Regions from separate parts of the Zea mays genome. Here all the other regions are linked to region 1. A link is a contact called in public Hi-C data. All regions are on one chromosome and are shown on one strand. Each heading gives the region's core, a stretch centred on a gene start, on an enhancer-like site or on the middle of the called end of the contact. The rest is flanking DNA. Distances are from core to core; before and after follow the strand shown.

Region 1 (2,700 bases), core at 36-2,535:
GCAGGATGACGAATGAGTTGGCGACAATTGAGGCGAGTACCATCATTATCGTGTGAAGGTATAGGTGGCTAAATGAGCCGTGTCTGGTAGGCCGGTCCGAGGCACGACCCATTTAATAGAGCTTGGGTCAGCTCGACACGAGCACCGTGTTGTGCTTAGGCCGTAGCCTCGGCCGTAGTGCTGATCTGACCTAACAAGATTATATTTTTTATTTTACAAAAAATCATATATACATATGTACAATTTATATTCAATATTAAAACACTTGAGTATGATGTTTTATTGGTTAGACAGCTTAATCTAGTGTCTCCCGCTCTTCTTCCATCAAGGCGTGTGTTCGACCTCCAACTCCTGCACCGCACCAAATGACCTGCGGGTGTCGGGCCTAGTGGGCTCGTTAATTTAAAATAGGTATGAGAGATTATTTGTAAAAAGATGACCGTTGAACCTGATGATTTAATATAGTAGAGACATAATATTATATTAGTAGTAGAGATTAATAGTAGTTAACTAAATCAAGAAATAAACAACGCCAGACCACCACGCTACGACTGAACTGGGCCCTCACCGGGTACGGCCCAGGTTTATTTGTAACGTGCAGGGCTCGTTTTGCTTTGGGCCCTCGATCCCGTTGCCAGCTATCGGCCACGGCCAGGGTCCCGCCAAAAAAAAAGAAGCTGGATGAAAACATGTATTATTATACACATATATCTATAAAAAAAAGATAGAGAGGAAGACTGGTTGCTGGTCAGCATGCGTGGCATCCCTGTCAGCAAAGTAACAGTACTACCTCCGTGTCGTTTTGACTTTTTAAGACTAAATTTGATAGACTCGTTTTATTAAAATATCTATAATTATTATTTATTTTTATTCTGATCAGCTTATCGTACAAATTTACTTTAACTATCAACTGTTTTTTCTATGTTTTTCACAAATATTTTGAATAAAATAAGACGGTCAAGCTTGGTATAAAAAAGTCAAACGACTTTTTTTTTGAGGGAGGAAGTAGTACGTGCATGTCACCGTCGCCATGGCTCGCCAGAGGGAGGGAAGCTGCTTCGCATCCGCCGCCGTGGAATTCAGCGGGCTCAAGCTCAACGCGGCGTCTGGTTTGAACGTAAGTAACGCGTTTTCATTCATTCGTTCTTTCATCAGTTTTAGCGGCAGTACAACCAATTTTGTTTTTTTTTTTAAAAAAAGATTGATGATTCCGTTTCTATTCTACTATCCAAACGATGTGAACAGACAGACTGTCCAATGAATCCCAACACGGCAGAGCAGGCAACTTCCACGACCACGCCACTTGCGTGCGTGTGAGTAGGCGCTTGCTTGCTTCCTTTTTCGTCCCCCACACCACACCCGGTCGGTCCGCCGGTTAAAGACGTCTGCTTTCGTCCAGCACCACCACCACCACCGGGGCAATCAATCATCCATCCCCGCATTTCTCCACTCAACCCACACCCCAAAGAGAGGGGAATCAGTCTCTCCCATCCCATCACCAACCCTCCTCCTCCTTGCCTAGGTACTCGCAGCAGCGTCGGCAAGCAAGGTTCTCTTCTCGCGCCGCCCAGATCTGAGCGCTCCCATGGCCATGCCGTCCTCCCGCTCCCCGGCGCCGCCGCCAACGGCCTCCTCCTCCTACTGGTGCTACATGTGCGACCGCTTCGTTCGCGCCGCCGCTTCCTCCTCCTCCTCACCCACTTCGCCGTCCTCCTCCTCCCCCGCCTGCCCGTCCTGCGGCGGGGGCTTCCTCGAGGAGATGGGCGCGCCGCCGCCCCGCGCCCGCCGGCCCCGCCGCGCCGCCCGCCGCGGCGCCGACTCCCGCGCCTCGCCCTTCAACCCCGTCATCGTTCTCCGCCGCTCCCCGCCCGCCGACGCCGACGCCGATGGCTCCTCCTCTCCCGCCGCCGCCACCGGCAGCAGCTTCGAGCTGTTCTACGACGACGGGGCGGGGTCGGGCCTCCGCCCGCTCCCGGAGAGCATGTCGGACTTCCTCATGGGCTCCGGCTTCGAGCGGCTGCTGGAGCAGCTGGCCCAGATGGAGGCCGGCGGCGGTCTGGCGGCGCGCGCCCGCGACGCGCCGCCGGCGTCCAAGGCCGCCGTGGACTCCATGCCCGCGCTCCGCGTCGGCGCCGCCCACGTCGCGGCCGACGCGCACTGCGCCGTCTGCAAGGAGGCCTTCGAGCTGGGCGCCGAGGCCAGGGAGATGCCCTGCGCCCACATCTACCATGCCGACTGCATCCTGCCCTGGCTCGCGCTCCGCAACTCCTGCCCCGTCTGCCGCCACGAGATGCCCGCCGACAACGCCGCCCCGCGCGCTGCCGCCGCCGCCGCCGCGGACGAGGACGCCAGGGTCGGCCTCACCATCTGGAGGCTCCCCGGCGGCGGGTTCGCGGTCGGGAGGTTCGCCGGCGGGCCGAGGCCCGACGAGAGGGAGCTCCCCGTGGTGTACACGGAGATGGAAAGCGGGTTCAACTTCAACAGCGGCCACGCGCCCAGGCGGATCTCGTGGGGCGCCAGGCAGGCCGCGGCCACGGACAGGGGCACCGTCCGCCGCTTCCTCCGCAGCGTCTTCGCCTGCTTTGGACGCGGCCACGCCCCGTCGGCGGCGGCCGCGCGCGCCATGCCTGAGCTCAACGACGACGACGTGGCGTCTGACCACAGCGCCGCCTTCAGCCGTGGGTCCAGGAGCCGGAGCAC
Region 2 (2,700 bases), core at 188-2,687, 140 kb after region 1:
TGTCTTCCCAGCCCTGGACCCGTCGAAGCGACACAACACCACGACCAACTCCGTAACATATGCCGACTGCTGCCATGCTACGAGCCTTGGTTGTCTAATATCTCAGACCTGGACTCCTCATCGCCAAGATAACATAAGCATGGCAGGTGTCACCATGTCCTCCTTGACGGCACGCATAGAGAAAGGACAGGAGAATGTCCGACTCGTCCCGTACCCGCACCGACGAGCGTCGGTCGGCTCGCGGCTGCAACCGTGGGCGGAGGCAGCAGGTTGGGGAGGAAGAACATGGCGAAGGCTGGGAAGATGAAAGGGACATCCGACGACGGCGAAAACGATGGTGCGCGCATGATGTGAAACGTCCTCGTGGACGTGCAATAACCACTGCGCGAGTTGGTGTCGGGGCTGGTGTCAGACAAATATGGGGAGGAGGCGTCTACTCCTACGCCCTCTGCTGAGAATGGGGTGGCGCGAAGGTGGAGGCATGATGGGAGAGAGAAAAGAAGTAGAATGTCGAACGGGATGGTGATAACTGAGGCGAGGATCATCATTATCATGCGGAGGTACAGATGGCCAAATGGGTCATGTCTAGCGAGTCGATCCGAGGCACGACCCATTTAACAGTGCATGAGCCAACCCGGCACGAGCCCCGTGCGGGTACTTGGGACGTAGCCTCGACCCGTAGTGCTGGCCCGGCCCTGGCACAATTATTTTTTTAATTTTACAAAAATTAATATATACATATGTGCAATTTATATTCAACATTATAAACAACTGAGCATGATGTTTTACTGGTTAGACAACTTTGCCTAGTGTTTCCCACTCTTCTTCCATTAGGGTGTGGATTCATTCCCCACCTCCGGCACGGCTTTTTAACATTTTACGTTGAGTTGATTTGGAAGAAATGTAGGGACTTTTTGTAAAAAGATGACGCAGGACAACCGTTGAAACTGGTGATTTAAGTATAGTAGAGATAAGCGAGATTAGTTTTTTTATAAACAGTTAAAGACTGCGGTGGTACGCTGAGTTGATTTGGAAGAAATGTAGGGACTTTTTTTTAAAAAAAATGACGCGGGACGACCGTTGAAACTGGTGCTTTAAGTATAGTAGAGATTTTGATTAGACGTTGTAGTTAGTTGTAGAAAAGTTTATTCATCTCTTCTAATATGTCATTTTGACACCACAAATATCCATTCATACTACTCTCTCCTTCATAAGGACTGTTCTAGTCTTCGATCCCTACTACTTTAAAACCTTATTTTTTTTCAACCACCATTTTTCAAAATCTTCCTAGCAACAAACACAATCACAACCAAATTTTGGGCCATTTCCAGCAACGGAACACATTCCCGTCTGATCCTGACAAAACGAGCACAACTCTAAGTGGGTATGGCCCATGACACATGCGGCTATCCTTCGCGACCAGCGGGCACGAAAGTGATAAGGAGACGGTACTAGTAAACTGACTAACTGCTGCCCACTCGCCGGAGAACCATGGCCACGGCGGCGGCGTGTGTGCGGGTGGCGTCTCCGTTCACGGGCCCACCTATCTGGCATCCCAGACACGTCATCTCAACGAGGCGGGGACCCAGGAGGGCCGGGCTGGCCGTCACGGCGGCGGCTGCCGCCGGTGGATCGCCGCGCACTGTGCTCGTCACCGGCGCGGGCGGCCGAACAGGTAGGTTTCCTGAAGTTCCGCTCATTTGGCATTTCTCATCCGTAGTCAAAGCTCTCGGCTTTTGGCTGTTGATAGAGCGGTTCACATTGTTCATGATTCATGTCAACGTTTGCAAAAAACCAATTTTCATCATTTGTGGTAATCCAGGCCAAATTGTGTACAAGAAGTTGAAGGAGAGGGAAGGACAGTTTGTGGGACGTGGCCTAGTCAGGACGGGAGAGAGCAAAGGCAAAATTGGAGGCGGTGACGACGTGTTTGTCGGCGACATCAGAGACCCCGAGAGCATTGCTCCTGCGATCGAGGGCATTGACGCGCTCATCATCCTCACCAGCGCGGTCCCAAAGATGAAACCGGGGTTTGATCCTAGCAAAGGGGGGCGCCCTGAGTTTTACTTTGAAGAAGGGAGTTATCCTGAGCAGGTGCCTGAAATTATTCGATATACAGTGCTCTTACAGTATTTATCTAAAATACGTGGTGCTCTTACGGTAGCTGTATGTGTCAATTCCCAAATTTGTTTGGAATTGATGTTCTATGTTGTTTGTCTCTGTTTCAAGGTGGATTGGATTGGCCAAAAGAATCAAATTGATGCTGGTAAATGTTACCCCTCGTCTTGCATATACGTTGTTACACATCATAGGCAACCTATTTTTTGTGCTAATCTGTTGAACTACTGATCATTTCAAAGTGACTGTTGGGTGAAACTGCCCTTTTTTCTGCAAACGTAACTTTCTATTTCTGTTTCTCAGCTCTTTTTCGTTGCATTTTTATGCAGCTAAGAGCATCGGTGCAAAGCACATAGTTTTGGTGGGATCCATGGGAGGAACAGACATCAATCACCCGCTAAACAAGTTAGGAAATGCAAATATACTGGTACATAGCATATTTAGCTTTTCTTCCAATTTGTTCTATTCTCTGTCCTTGTGCATGTTTTGTGTGCATGAGAACATCACCTTCGTGTCTGCATTGTTTAGCAACTTCCTAGTCATTTTCTTCTAAATTTTCAGGTGTGGAAGCGCAAGGCAGAA
Region 3 (2,700 bases), core at 62-2,561, 140 kb before region 1:
CAATGCTTGTAATGAACCAGTAGACGTTTCTCAAGACCAGAAAGCATGAACTGCTGCGGAAGCATTCATCATAACGTCACTAGTAACGGTATAACGTCACAATCAAGATAGTCAGCTGAAAATACAACTTAGGCCTCCAAAGCCAAATATGGAAAGAAGGCGTTTTTTCGTTCCTTGCGTCACTTATCTTCGCGTAAATAAATTTCGCTATCAATGAAGAAGCACCACTCGAACAAAATCCATAGATCACATATAACTGCAAGACAAAGACATCACCAGAAACCACAGGTCTCACGTGCAATCACGCATTCACACTGTAGAGAAAGCACAACGACTAGACACCTAATATATGTCAAATATAGAAAATCTAAGATACTTGGACGCTTGATATATAGATACTCCACTATAAGTGGAGTGAACTCAGGCCTATCACTCATCAGTCAAAAACAGGAACGACTAGAAGGTCAAAGGCTTTCTCGAAGCACGTATATTATGTATATTAGTAGCACAGAATGAAGGTAAACCTAAGAAGTAAGTGGGAGAAAAGATTCGATCTTTCCACCTGAAAGATGGTGGAGAAGCTCCTCTGGCGACCAAGATCGATCCCGGGCAGGCCGACAGTCCCCTCGGCAGCCGACGCCTGCTGCTGCTGCCTCCTGCCGTCCCCGATCCCGCCGAAGCCCGCGGAGCGGAGGCGGTGGTGCGAGGACCGCCAGTCCTCCTTGGACAGGAGCGGCGGTGGGAGGCGCGGGTTGAGGTGCGCACTGGAGTAGTAGTAGCTCTGGTACGCCGGGTCGGCGCGGAGGTCGTCGTCCACGAGAAGGCCGCCGTCGGCCCCGGCGGCGCCCAGGGCTCCCTCGACAGTGGGCGGCGCGGAGCCACTGCGAAACACCTCGAAGTCGCCGCGGTCGGTCTCCGCGCCAAACGCCGCCGCCTCGCCGCCGCGCGCCGCCATCTCCGTGACCATCGCCGTGGGGGTGTGAGGGGGTAGCAGCGAAAGAGAGAAAATGGAAAGGAAAAGAGGAGGCTAGATCTTTAAGTCCGCCGCGCTAGAACCCCGCCATTACCGAGCTCCGGCGGCCGGAAGCGCGGAGCTGAATCTTTCAGCGCCGGAATGAGCCGAGGCGGCGGGAACCGGGTTCGGATGCTCAGCGCGGGCGAATCGAGGGGCGGGCATCCATCTGCGTGGGGCGAGCGGCGTCCGAATTCAGAGGATTTGGGATTGGGATGGATTTTGGAGGCGCTCCGCCTTCGAGCAGTGGCGTGCTGAGGTAAGTACTGAGTAGGGAGGACTGGGGAAGAAGAGTAGAGAATAGACCGGAGAGGAAATCAGTCAGAGGCCGGTTGCGGCTCGATTAAGTACAACGGGCGGAGCGAGGTGCGCCGTTGGATTTTGGGGGTAGACGGCCCAGATTTGCCCGAGGGCTTTGGGTCCTCTTCTAGGGTTTTGTTCTCACACACACAGTCACATTACACAGTCACTCATCTTTGTTACTATCATACTCCGTGTCACGTGCAAAGTGCGTACATCTATTCCTCTTGCTACTCGTCTACCACTAGCCTATCGCACCATAGATGGTGAAAAAATACATAAGTTCAATATGATATGAAGCCACACGTAGTGTAGCTCTTTCACACAGTGTGTGCCTAAGGGTGGGGCAAAGGGTCAGTCGCCTCAGGCCCCAAATTCATAGGCCCCATTCTAGGTACATGTGTATAGTAGTCAGACTATCAATATATAGTCCAATGATTCAGTAGCGAAGTGTCGAAAAAAATAAAAATTATGGTGTATCCATTACTCATTCGTGTTTAAACATGTTAGAAGAAACTTTTATGTTAATATTGTAATATGTATCTTTTTTACTTGTTTGATAAGGATATTTTTAGATGTTGTTGTTCGAACCTCCGCTCCGACAAGTAAATTTCTATGTGTGTGTCCTGAGCTCTGGAAGGTGTGTTTGGTGGACGCAAGATTTATACTGGTTCGGACAGAACATCTCTACATCCAGTCTTCGGCGGCTCGCACTATCAACACCTTTGTTGCTCAATGCTCATAATAGGGATTATAAGTGGGTTACAAGCGGTGATAGAGAAAAGAAGGGCTCTCAAGTCTCTTACTAGGTATGTACCTCTGCGTTGCAACGGAGGATACTTGTGCACTCATAAGTTATTGTTTAGTACTATCAAGAATCAACTCAATAGTCACAACAAATGTTGAAGTTTGTCATTTCGAACAACCAAAATTTGGCTAATCTATTAATCGAAATAGGCAAATTCTAAGTTGATAATACAAGATATGATGATGTACCATGGTCTCCATAGAACAAATTTGCATTGCAGAGTGAAAAATTATAAAAAAGGAGATCTTAAGCCTATCAAAAGGGGATGGTGAGTTGTGACTATCAAAATTATTTTAGCTCACAAATATGGCCCTTTTATCTTTTATGTTGTGGGGAAATATGGTGTAGCATGATTTCTACATTACATACATATGGATAAGTATTATGACAATATTCAACTCATCTAAAGATGAATCCTCTAAAAACAGGCACAACAACTGAAGTTGTGCACATTCAAGTTTTAGGTTTCCTTACATAGACTATGAGGCAACCATGTAATGTTATTGGAGAGCAGCTGGCAACATTTAGAGAAATGAGGCAGAATGTGTTGAACATAGCTAGTTATGTGCCTATGTGTTGC
Region 4 (2,700 bases), core at 57-2,556, 160 kb after region 1:
TGAAGTTCCTGGTGGCGGTCCTCAGCTCGTTGAAGCTGAAGGCCCTGACGTTGGCCGACTCCAGGATCTCGTCCTCGCTGCGGGGCGTCGGCAGCATGGACGCGGACGACGCGTGGCTGCTGCACCCGCTCAGGGCTGCCGCCGCCCCGTTCCTGCTCGCCAACTTGGACGCCGTCCCTGACGATCATCAAAAGGAAGAAACTTTGAGAATTCCGCGCATCGTGGTATTTATATTCCTTTTTGTTTGCCCAGTGTTAATAAAGTGAGAAAGAAGAGGGAAATGACCCATGGGCCGCCAAGTTAGAAGCCAAAGACTGAAGCTTCCTCTTCGCTTCCTTGGCTTGGCTTATACAAAGAAAACACGTAAAACCTTTCTTCGGCGTGCGTTGGGGTCGGGGGAGGAGGGAGGGCAGTCAAAAACATTGAAAAATAAAAACAGGGCAACCCTGGATTTAGGCCTAGCTGAACAAAAATCTGAACGTTCGATCCAGCTAGTGCCGTGAGTGGCATGGCATGTGAGGGGAAAAAGTCCTGTAAATTAAGTGAGCCGTGCTAGCAAAATATATTGTATCGGTTATCATAGACATAGCACTGAAATGGTGCTAGAAATCATCGTGATCCAAAAGAGTGGAAGACAAAGCCTGTGATGGACGGCTAACGTGATCGAAGGTGGAATCAATTAAACGAAGCGATCCAAAAGAGAAGAGACAAACCTGACGGGGATGAGGCGCCGCGGGACGGGCTGTCGGAGCTGATCTTGGCGCCCCAGCAGTTGCCCATGGCGACGCGCCGCGCCGCGGAAGGAACCCTTGCTGAATCAGAAAGGGGGTGGGGGAGCACGAGCAAACGACAAGCAGGGGCAGAGGAGAAGAAGAAGAAGAAGAAGAAGGCGGGGACCTTTTTGGTGATGGTGCCTGCGGGGTGCGGGCGGGGGCGGATGAGGTTGAGGAGGGATTGGAAAAGCGGGGCGGCAGAAGAGAAAAAGCCGGCGGTTTCCCTTTCTGGGTCACGCACCCCGCGTTGGCCTGCACGGATCGCTCCACCCTAAACCTGAAGAGCGAGGGGGGCTGAAGACCACCACCAACCAACTCTCGCGCCAGCGCCAGCGGCCGGGATACCGCCTGCCCTGCCACCAGCGCTTCTAGAAGTAGCAGCAGTGGGAGGGGGGCGAGGGGGGAGTGGATGGAGATGCCGCCGCCATTAATGGCTGGCGGGCGGAGGGGAAAGGCAAAGGCTCCCTCGGAAAGCGAGAGGGCGAGGACTGAGCACTAGCAGGGGGAGAGGTGGTGGTTGGCTCCCCACCCCTTTTCCTTCCGTCTAGTATTATATATTTATTTATTTTTCTCGTTGCCGTCACCCTACGTGAGGGCTCCACGGCCGTCCGCTGCGCATCGGACGGCGGCGACGGCCTTCCGTGGTGGGTAGGAAACGTGAACGAAATAAATAAATAAAATAAAATAATTAGATGGGTGGATCGAATCGCCGGCGCACGGCTCTGCCCGCTGCTACGGAGTCCAAAGAGGCGCGACGCAACACGGCCTCGCTGACTAATAAACGTTTTTTTATAAAAAAATAATACTATTCAATTTGGTTTGAATTTTAAAGCCTCGGGCGGCGGCGGCGAGTCAGCTGGCAAAATGTATATAGGGAGCGTGTGTGTGTGTACACGGACCGATGGGTCGGACAAAATGTGCTAGTAGTACTTTTTTTTTAATGGCAGCCGGTTTGATACTTGTGATGCGCTGCAGTGATTGATTGGAGAAGGACAAGTTGAGCACTGCAGGTAGTAATAGTAGTAGTAGTAGGTTAGCAGGTTGGTTAGATCTCCGTTGAATTGTATGCACGTCGCCGGCTGCGTGTGTGCGCGTGCACACGTGATCCAGGGATCTTTTGCCTTCCTTTTCTTTTCGGTTCGCTCCTCCTAGTACGTACTACTACTGTCTCGGCTTCAGGGAACACGTACGCACCCGCAGAGTCCAGGCCCTGCAACGTGATGGCCCATTGCCTGCTCGCCCACCGAGCCCAAGAAGGATGCACAGGGCCCAGCTGCCTCAGTTTTACTAGTACAGTCGGCCCATATACTCCGTGCCTACTTTGTACTTTGGGCCATTTCGCTTCTGCCAAAATCCCATATGTCGTCAATACACCGGCCATTTCAGGGGGGATGTTGTGCATCCGGCCTGCAAACTCCGAACGCTGCAGCCCCTCGGAAACTGGATGATGGGCCCAACGAAGGACACCACCGCTTGGCCGCTGGCTCTTCGGCTCTGTTTTCACGCGTTCGGCTCCGTGACGTGTGAGCGAGCAGGCACGGCTCCGCTGGCTGCAACGTTGGATGTTGACGCATATGTGTGTTGGTTGTTGACGGCTTCGTTTGGGGATCACTCTTCTGCTCTTATTCCTTTTGACATTAGTAAAACATTGGAAGAAATCAGAAAAGGCAAGTCCAGAATTGGTTGTATCTGGAGCATACTCGAAGCCTGTTGATCTGTGATCGACTGGTAATAAAGGAGATCACAATTTTCTAATTTATATATGGCGAACAATAACAGTAACTGGAATATTCTCAACTGGTAACAAAACTTCTCTATTCCCAAATGTTGTATCATTTACTGGTTCATCAAAATGTAGTTTTCGTGCAGTTGAGGCTTCTTGATCAAGACCAAGCAAAAGACTCGTATATTCTCCGGGCATGAAACA
Region 5 (2,700 bases), core at 125-2,624, 230 kb before region 1:
CAGATTTCTTGTAAATTATATGCTGCAAGGTTTGAAATAATGGTTTCTTGACACAAGGCTCTATAATAAGCACTAACACACGTTGATTTAGTCGACACGATGACTGCTACAACGTTGGTATGATATATGGTTTGCGTGCGTATGTTTATGCATGTGCGTCTACTGTGTAATTAGTAGGGGGGAAATCATATAGAACTCCTGCCCTTCGATTTTTAATAAAATCTTACTGCAACCTCCTAATAGTAACCCCACTTTGGTAACCTCACTTTCCGGTGGATAAAAAAAAAACTTGCAGATGATCTATACCCTAATTCCTCTCCCCTGTGATATATTTCATTCTAGAGATTTTAGGACATATTAAGAGAAAACACAAAGGACGCATGTTTTCTCACTTTATTTTCTAATCAGATCCTATCTTCAGTACGGGGCATGTTTGGACTAAACTTTACTGCATACTTCGGTTGCCAACTCTAAGATCTAAACATAAATTAACAAGAACAAATAGAAGCTAATTGATGAGTAGAACTCATTAGAATTTCTTAATTAGTCAACGTTAGGCTAAACTTTCGTCCGGTGACGATCCAAATAGGCCCATAATTAATTGTACCGAATTTAACCTCATACTTTTTTTTTGCTGTCAACACAATATATTCACTGTGCAAGAAGGGGCGACATTTGAATACGTTTATTTATGCATTACTTAATTAGTGAGAATTCACACATCCATTATTCGGCATGCCCGCGTTATTTCATCGTATATATATTTATTTCAAGTTCTGGGGCAAGGAAAGGAAATAGCGGCTAGCTTATATATTATCAGCCGATGTGGGGCGTCTGGGCGACGATGTCGACGAAGATGCGGACACGGTTAGGGCGATAATCCGCGGTCACCACGGAGCCGACGGGCAGCACCACGATGTCGGCGTCCGGCTTGTCCTTGAGGATCACCTTCTTGGCGTCCTCCACGCTCAGCCCGACCACCTCAGGCCACGACGTCTTGGCGCCGCCGCCGCCGCCGCCGCACTCCGTGGAGCTCATGGTGTCGCGAACTGCCGGACCAGTTGACGATATGATCGATCTGGCATGTGAATTATATATATTGAAAGGAGAGATTTATTACAGACTACTATCACTGCAAAAACATAATAATAAAATAAGACATTATATTATTGAAAGGCACACTCACGGGCAGGTAAATCTTGCTTGTTGCACTGCTGGTTGTTGGATATATATTAAGCGAGTGCACCGGTGATGAGGTATTTATAGAGCTGCGTTGCGTGCAGGCAGGACGTGTGTGTATATACGCACGCGAGGCACACGAGGATAAACAGCCACTACGAAACAAAGAACAGATAGCAACACTGCAGGAAAAAAAATCCATGGTTATCCCATGCTTGCAGCCAAAATAGTCAGCATTTTCCAGCGCGCGTAGCTGGCGCTGACGCGGACAGAAACTTATCAAAACTCGGTGAACAGTGACCTAACCACCTCGCCCACCGCTGTACGTTTCGGGGTGTTTGTTTCTCAGATTCTGGCCATTAGCTAGGATCGGCATCTGATAGTGTGTGAAAATGGTCTAAATCAATCTGAACAAAATCCGCCGAGTTATCCAACAATAGGAGGAATCTGTCAATTTCTATATCTTAAACTCTATGACCCTCCATCTTACTTCGCACGTAAACCCTACTGTTGGCGCCGTTTTTGCGCTAAACACCAATAATCACTAGATTCCGCTCATGAGTAGTCGAGACCTTGGAGACCTCTCTGCAAGGTGCTGAACGGTTCGTGATAGGTCACTGGACCGTTCGCGTGTAGGTCACCATGGAGCAAATAACTATGCTCTTCTCTGCAGGCGCGTGGACCGTCCACTTGTAGGTGGTGGACCATCCACGATGCCGTAGAGGGTTTTGTGTAGAACCTAAATATCGTCTCTCGAGGACCCCGTCGGGGAGAAGAGATCATAGGGTTGTTTTGATATCAACAAGCCACCTAAAGCACCTCTAGATGACGTAGAGCTAAAGAGGTCAAGGTTGAGTTTGGGAAACTACAACTAGAGCTACACTACATCTACTCCTAAGGCATGAAGATAAATAATGTAATAAATTGGTTTCGATTTGATCTTGTATTCTCATTTGGTCGTACCTATCATGTATATAGGGGGGTTTGGACCCATTCCTAGGCGAGATCCAATAGTTCCGTCCGAGTTTGTTAGGATAACCACGCATGGGATAAGGACTCCAGCCTGAACTAATCTAATCGCGTACCTTCCGAACTACTCCTGCGAATCGTCCAGGGCATAGACCGTTCGGGCCACAAGGCCGGACCATCCGACTATCCAAGTGCCAAATTTGTTGTTCAACACATGCCCCCTCCTTTTGGTGGAGGTCATGAACCAAAAGCACTTGTACTACTAGTGTCTTTCGAGAAGCAATAGATTTCACAACTCACCCTGTTCCCGAAATAAGAACTCTAGCCCATGCAAGTCTCCAACTTTTTCAACCAAATAGTCCATTTAGAACTCTAATTCATAAAGGCTATTTGTGATTGCATCTTCTTCGGTCATGGCTGCTTGATCAATATGTTAAAAGGTATAAAATTATGGTGCCCCTAGCCCAAATAAGCAAACGAGTCAGACATGTAATAGGCAGACATGTACCAGGCACATGTAAAATATTGAGTAGGTAAAGAGGACGAGTCAAG

What was found. Hi-C and Micro-C count contacts between places; a contact is called where the count stands out from the background.
Region 2: a contact with region 1 is called in a Hi-C map of leaf mesophyll, with 2.0 times the contacts expected there. The contact joins the promoter of LOC100194029 here to the promoter of LOC103637322 in region 1. A contact is called at or near these places in 3 of 25 Hi-C or Micro-C datasets (bundle sheath, leaf and leaf mesophyll).
Region 3: a contact with region 1 is called in a Hi-C map of ear, with 2.6 times the contacts expected there. The contact joins the promoter of LOC100279770 here to the promoter of LOC103637322 in region 1. A contact is called at or near these places in 8 of 25 Hi-C or Micro-C datasets (bundle sheath, ear, endosperm and 3 more) and 1 of 3 datasets of contacts at active chromatin or transcription factors (seedling).
Region 4: a contact with region 1 is called in a Hi-C map of bundle sheath, with 3 times the contacts expected there. The contact joins the promoter of LOC100285589 here to the promoter of LOC103637322 in region 1. A contact is called at or near these places in 2 of 25 Hi-C or Micro-C datasets (bundle sheath and leaf mesophyll).
Region 5: a contact with region 1 is called in a Hi-C map of ear, with 1.9 times the contacts expected there. The contact joins the promoter of LOC542408 here to the promoter of LOC103637322 in region 1. A contact is called at or near these places in 5 of 25 Hi-C or Micro-C datasets (bundle sheath, ear, endosperm and 2 more).

Annotation. Positions count from the first base shown.
Region 1 is chr8:137,805,539-137,808,238 of Zm-B73-REFERENCE-NAM-5.0, reverse strand. LOC103637322 (probable E3 ubiquitin-protein ligase RHC2A) reads left to right here and starts at 1,285. Exons shown (of 1, transcript XM_020542788.3): 1 at 1,285-2,700. The coding sequence starts at 1,586.
Region 2 is chr8:137,663,208-137,665,907 of Zm-B73-REFERENCE-NAM-5.0, reverse strand. It overlaps LOC100194029, which reads left to right and starts at 1,437. Exons shown (of 7, transcript NM_001139092.1): 1 at 1,437-1,675; 2 at 1,823-2,094; 3 at 2,230-2,266; 4 at 2,448-2,545; 5 at 2,680-2,700. The coding sequence starts at 1,492.
Region 3 is chr8:137,944,420-137,947,119 of Zm-B73-REFERENCE-NAM-5.0, reverse strand. It overlaps LOC100279770, which reads right to left and starts at 1,311. Exons shown (of 9, transcript NM_001152728.2): 1 at 563-1,311. The coding sequence starts at 967.
Region 4 is chr8:137,641,585-137,644,284 of Zm-B73-REFERENCE-NAM-5.0, reverse strand. LOC100285589 reads right to left here and starts at 1,306. Exons shown (of 6, transcript NM_001158480.2): 1 at 714-1,306; 2 at 1-177. The coding sequence starts at 780.
Region 5 is chr8:138,035,586-138,038,285 of Zm-B73-REFERENCE-NAM-5.0, reverse strand. It overlaps LOC542408 (subtilisin-chymotrypsin inhibitor homolog 1), which reads right to left and starts at 1,374. Exons shown (of 2, transcript NM_001245885.2): 1 at 1,187-1,374; 2 at 602-1,078. The coding sequence starts at 1,038. The coding sequence ends at 817.